Linked DNA regions of Athene noctua: region 1 is linked to region 2. The links are chromatin contacts, called in public Hi-C maps. All regions are on one chromosome and are shown on one strand. The core of a region is the stretch at or near the end of the contact, and the rest is flanking DNA. Distances in the headings are between cores, read along the strand shown.

Region 1 (2,700 bases), core at 37-2,536, 160 kb before region 2:
GATATCTCTGTTTATTCAAAACAACCTTTCATCCTTCAGCACTGTATCATCACGTTCACCCACATACAGTCTGCTGGGCTCTCTCAAACAGTTTGCTAAGTTACCCTGAACTGTTTCCCACAGTCTTGCTGCAATCATTGAATGGGTGGCTCTGCAACTCAGCAATGGTGTGGTTATATTTCCGAGTCCTCAATAGGGCCATTCAAAAATATTGCAGTAGGAAGTGGTCGCACAGATTCATTGGGATGGATAAGGTTTTCAGCTGGGAACTGGTTTACTTTTGAGACAGTGTGGTTTCGGACGGACTTATTCTCCACAACCTGATTCTTAAGCATCCCTGTATCTGAGTCCCAGGTTTGTCCCCGCCGCAGTTTCTTAAAGGTGTTACGGAAACCCTCAGTACTAAAGTAGTAGATCAAGGGATCTAGCGTGCAGTTCATGCTGGCCAACAGCATTGTCAAAATTAACACTTGGCGCACAGAGACCTGTGTTTCTTGCTCAACCTTCATCACCCGGGCCTTTATCAACCCATAAACAGCCAGGGTAGTATTGTAGGGCACAAAGCAGATGATGAAGATGACCAGATTGGCCAAGAGGAGACGGACGGTCTTCTGCTGTCGCAGGGTCTTTGGCTGGCTGTCCTGGCAGAGCTCCTGAAAGATCCGGATTGAGCAGTATGTCACACAGCTGAGAGGCAGGAGAAAACCCAAGATTTCAGCCAGGACAACTAGGGGGAAGAGGTTATTCTGCCACATGTTGTCGCTAAAGCTTTCAAAGCACAGATAAACGGTCTGGTTCTGTACCTCACAGTGGTTTTGCTTGTGGACTATGGCTGTGGGGATGGAGCCCATGAAGATCACAACCCAGACGACCAGGCAAAGGAGCTTGGCCACCTTGGGCCGCCGCAGATGCCGCCAGCGAAGTGGGTGGACAATGGCAACATAGCGATCCAGGTTGATGCACATGAGGAAGAGGCAGCTACCATACATGTTGATCTGGAAGACAGAGCCAGAGACCTGGCACAGGGTGTTACCAAAGGGCCAGTGGTGGTTGGAATAGTAGTAGAGTCGCAAAGGCAGAGGCAGTGTGAAGGTGAGGTCACTCATGGCCAGGTTGAACATGTAGATCATCACCACAGACTTCAGGCGCAGGTAGCGGATGAATATCCATAGGGCCATCACATTTAGCATCAAACCTGTAATGAATACCAGGATGTAGCCAGGCAGGAGGAGGTGGTGGTTGAAGCTGTAATCCTTGCATGTCTGAGATTCATTGGAAGCTGACATGCCCAGCAGGTATCCGTGGAGAGTCTTGCTGAGATGGCTGAGCCTGCTGGTGGGCTAAGGAGGCACAAAGAAAAGCACTGAGAGGTCATTCCCCTCTAGGAAGCGACAGGCAGGTTATTCCCCTCATCTGCAGTCGGGAGGTAGATGGACACACCTCTCTCGTTACTGATGCTGCTTTGGAATGCTGGTCAGTAGTCATCTGGCAGGGATGGTAACATAGTCAGATGCAGTTAGCTTCTGCCTCTAGTTCAGCAATTCTTTCCAGTGGTTATGGTGATGCTGATGTGATGGAGGGTCATTGCCAGTTGTTGAATGCCAGCACAGTTCCTGTTTAAAGTGGAAGACCAAGAAAGGAGAGCTTAAGTTAGAGGGGGAAATCTCTTGAAAGCCTCAAAATCCCACCATGATGGATTGTGCTGCAAGAACTCACAAAACCAAAGATTAAGAAAAGGGGACAGTAGAAAAGTGAGTAATTATATGTCAGAAGAAGCCAGAGCACAGGGAAGGTAATTGTAGTACAGAATCATTTATTGCTCAGCACCAGAAAAAGCATGTTGTTTTGATCACTGCTTGGAACACATGTATACAAGAAAGGGACAGCACAAGAGCACACAGGGAAAGTAGTCAAGGCAACTCCAGAAAAAAGAGTGAGAAAAAGAAGAGAGCAAGCATTTTGAGGGAAAAATGCTGACTGGAAGGAACTTAAAATAAAAACTGCATAGATTGTTTTATATCAGAGAAGTAGGACTTTGTACATCCATTGCAGATAAAAAGAATTACACTACAGTTAGACTTGCTCCACCCTAGCACCTTTTCCTAGGTGAAACAACGCACACACACCTGAGTCCCAGCTAGATGGAGTTCCTTATGTTGCTTACATTCATACAGCTCATTTGGATTGGATGTCCTCAGATCATTTTCTTGCTTACAACACCATAAAGCATGAAACAGCCCATGTCCCACAAACACAGAGCAGCACAGCCAGGTAAGGGAGCACACAGTAAAGCAGGAAGGGCCATGAGATTCATGTGGACACCCATACCTGTGACTCCGAAGTGGTGTGAGGCTGGTAACCACTCTAGATACTAACAGTAGCATTGCCTTGCCAAACATTGATCAACTGGAGTGAGGCCAGTGGAGGACCACCAGAAAGGTCTGGGGGCTGGAGCACTTTCCCCCTGAGGAGATGCTGAGAAAACAGGGCTTGTTCAGCTGGAGAAGAGAAGGCTTCACGGGATATAATAGCAGCCCCCCCATACCTGCAAAGTGGTTACTGGAAGAGGACAGAGTTAGCTGTTCACAGTGAGGCATGGCAGGGGGTATAAATTGAAGCAATACATATTCAGACTGGCTGTAGGAAAAATGTTTTGTGACGACAGTCAGGCATTGCAACAGATTTCCCCAAGAGGTTGTG
Region 2 (2,785 bases), core at 171-2,670:
AAGTGTATGCAATTTTTTTTTGTGTGCCTGTGACTAAGAGTGGGGCAACATCAATCTTCTGGGGAAAGTAAAGCCGATTTAGTCATCCTGGTTTGCTCAAGCTATTAAACGACGGTCTGAAGCATCAGGAACATGTGTTTAGTTAGCATCAAATCCTCGCAACTGCAAGACACAACCTGCCATTCTGCAGAAGGGACTTTTGCTGGAAATGAGACTCAGAGCTGGGTGGCGATCGTCCCCAGCGGGCCACCCCCTGCCCGCGGGGAGACCAGGAACGGGCCTGCTTTCCCCGGCCTGCGTGCCCGGCGCTGCGGCAGACAGCAGGGGGCAGAGTTGCACAGCGTTGCGTGCCGCGCGGTCGAGCCGCCGCTCGCCCCGCCTTGCCTCGCCGCCGGGGCGGGAGGCCGGGCTGGCAGCTGGGAGGTGCCCCTGGCCGACAGCGGCAGCGGGGCACCGGGGGCGGGGAGCTCCCGGGGCGGCCCTAACACCCACCGCGGTACCGTGGGTAGCTCGCGGCGCTTCGGTCACCGAGGGGCTCCCCCCCCCGGTTTAAGAGTCACACAACGCCCGCGCTGCTTCAAAACAGGCCCGGGCCCCTCTCCTGACAGTCCGCGCCCGGGGAGGGCAGCTGGAGCGCCCTCAGCAGAGCGGGCCGGCCCCGGGCTGGAGCCCCGAGCCCCGCAGCGGGTGCAGGAGCGGCCCCGCCGCCCCCCGTCCCTCGCGCACCGTCCCACCGCCCCACGTGCCAAGCGGCCCCGCCCCCCTCGCTGCAGCACCCGTACCCCAACCGCCAGCCTGCCCCCGGCAGCCAATGGGAAGCCTGTTGTCAGGCAGACGGCTCATTTGAATGGCCCAATCGGGCACCCACTCCTTGGTCCCTCCTTATATGGGGAATAGGGATGCGGTCGCTAATCTCCCCCCTCCCCCCACCCAACTGCCGGGCTGGCGCGCGCGAGCCGGGCCACGCCCCCTCCCTCCGCCGCGGACAGCGCGGGAAAAGTAGCCTGGCTGCCGCCCCGCCCCCACCCGGCAGGTTCCCGCGCAGGGGCCCAGCGGAGGGGAGGGGCGGGAAGGAGGAGCCGGGCGGCTGGGAGCGCTTCCAGCGGGAGGGAGAGAGGGAAGACGGGCGGGCAGCTGGAGTGGAAAATTCCAGGCAGGAGGCCGCGTGAGCCCGGCCGTCACCAGTCCTCCCCTCCCCCACGGCCCCGCTCCTCGCCCATCCCCGGGTCCTCCTGGAGGGGCGGCCAAAAGGACCGGCCGCTTCCCCCCTCCCCACGCCCCGGTCCGGCGGGCAGAGGGTTCGGCTTCCCCCTAGTGTGTCGCAGCCCCCAGCAGCTCGGCGGGACGAGCGGAGCGGGGCTTTCGTGCTTCGCGCCCCCGCCTGGCCTCGACGGGCTGGGCGGCTCCGGAGGAGAAGAGGCGGTGCCTTGGGGGGGGGGAGGGGGCTGCGGTTGCGCCCCCGCTGCCGGGCGACCGCCGGTCCTTGCTGAGCGCACATTGTTCTGGCGGCCGCGCTCCCAGCCGCGCGGCCCGTCCCTCTCCCCTCCCTCCCTCCTCCGCCTCCCGTCCCTCTCCCCTCCCTCCCCAGGTCCCTCCTTCCCTCGTCACCGGGCACTGTATAAATCCCCTTTCCTCGGCGTATCCCCCCACCGCGGGAGACCCTGGTACTTTAGTCCCCGGGCCGGGAACTCGCCGCCCCCGCATCGCTGGGACTTTGCGCTCCCGCCGCTGACCCCCTTCCCCGCCCCTATCCTCCTCCTCCTCTCCCCGCGAGGCTCCTTCACACGGCTCCCACCGGCCTCTTCCCTTCGCTACCCGAGCCGGAATGTCGGAAAAACGCGTCGAGGAGGCGCCGGCGGAGCTGAGCGCTAAGGTGAGACACCGCTCCCCCTCACCACCGGGCCCGCTCCCGGCCGGAGGGGGGAATCGAGGGCGGGGGGGGAGGCGCCGGCCCCGTTCGCTCACACCGGGGCCCGCACGGCGGGGGGCGCGCGCGGGGCCCTCGCGCCGCCCGGCCAATGGGGGGGCGGGGGCGGGGCGGGGGGCGCGAGGGCCCTCGCGCCCCCCGCCCCGCCCCCGCCCCCCCATTGGCCGGGCGGCGCGCGCGCTGGTCTCGCGGCGGGGGGGGGTTCGTGCCGTCGGGTCTCCCCTCCGGGCGGGAGGCGACGGCGGCGCCGTTAAGGAAATGGTTTAACGGCAGCGGGGCGGGGGGGGGGGGGGGCAGAAAAGTTGTGTGGACACAAAGCGCGGGCCCGCGGGGAAGGGGAGGGCAGGCGAAGGCCGGAAACGCCTCGATCCTACGGACAGGGTTTCTTTTTTTTTTTTTTTTTAGAGAGAAAACACCATAAAAACCAAACCATTAAACTCTTCCGTATTTCTGGTTTCCGCATGTGTGTGTGATCTGAAAGTAGCTTTGACGCGTTTTCGCTGCTTTTTCTTTGTCAGGGCGGGCTGATTTAATGCCTAATATATTTTCTCTCCACACCGTTATTCTCCGTTTCCTCTAAAACCCTCTTTGTTTAAGCATCCCCATCTTTTTATTTTCTCGCCACTGACCACTGGAATGTTTGGGTTTTTTTTCATCTCTCGTATAGGAAATGAAAGAAAAGAAGGAAAAACTGGAGGAGAAAGTGGTCCACAAAGAAAAGAAGAAGGAGATTGTAGAGGTGAGGCCCTTCTGACAGACAGATTTAGTGGCGTCGGGGAGGTTTTTTTAAGAGGCGGTTAGCCTGGCTCGCTGTGGGTAATGAATATGAAGACAATATGGGAGATTAAGAAAGAGGGC

Evidence for each region. Hi-C and Micro-C count contacts between places; a contact is called where the count stands out from the background.
Region 1: a contact with region 2 is called in a Hi-C map of heart, with 3 times the contacts expected there. The contact joins the promoter of LPAR5 here to the promoter of PTMS in region 2. A contact is called at or near these places in 2 of 2 Hi-C or Micro-C datasets (heart and liver).

Annotation. Positions count from the first base shown.
Region 1 is chr1:131,938,041-131,940,740 of bAthNoc1.hap1.1, reverse strand. It overlaps LPAR5 (lysophosphatidic acid receptor 5), which reads right to left and starts at 1,286. Exons shown (of 1, transcript XM_074927563.1): 1 at 174-1,286. The coding sequence starts at 1,286. The coding sequence ends at 174.
Region 2 is chr1:131,779,730-131,782,514 of bAthNoc1.hap1.1, reverse strand. It overlaps PTMS (parathymosin), which reads left to right and starts at 1,420. Exons shown (of 5, transcript XM_074896074.1): 1 at 1,420-1,873; 2 at 2,595-2,666. The coding sequence starts at 1,826.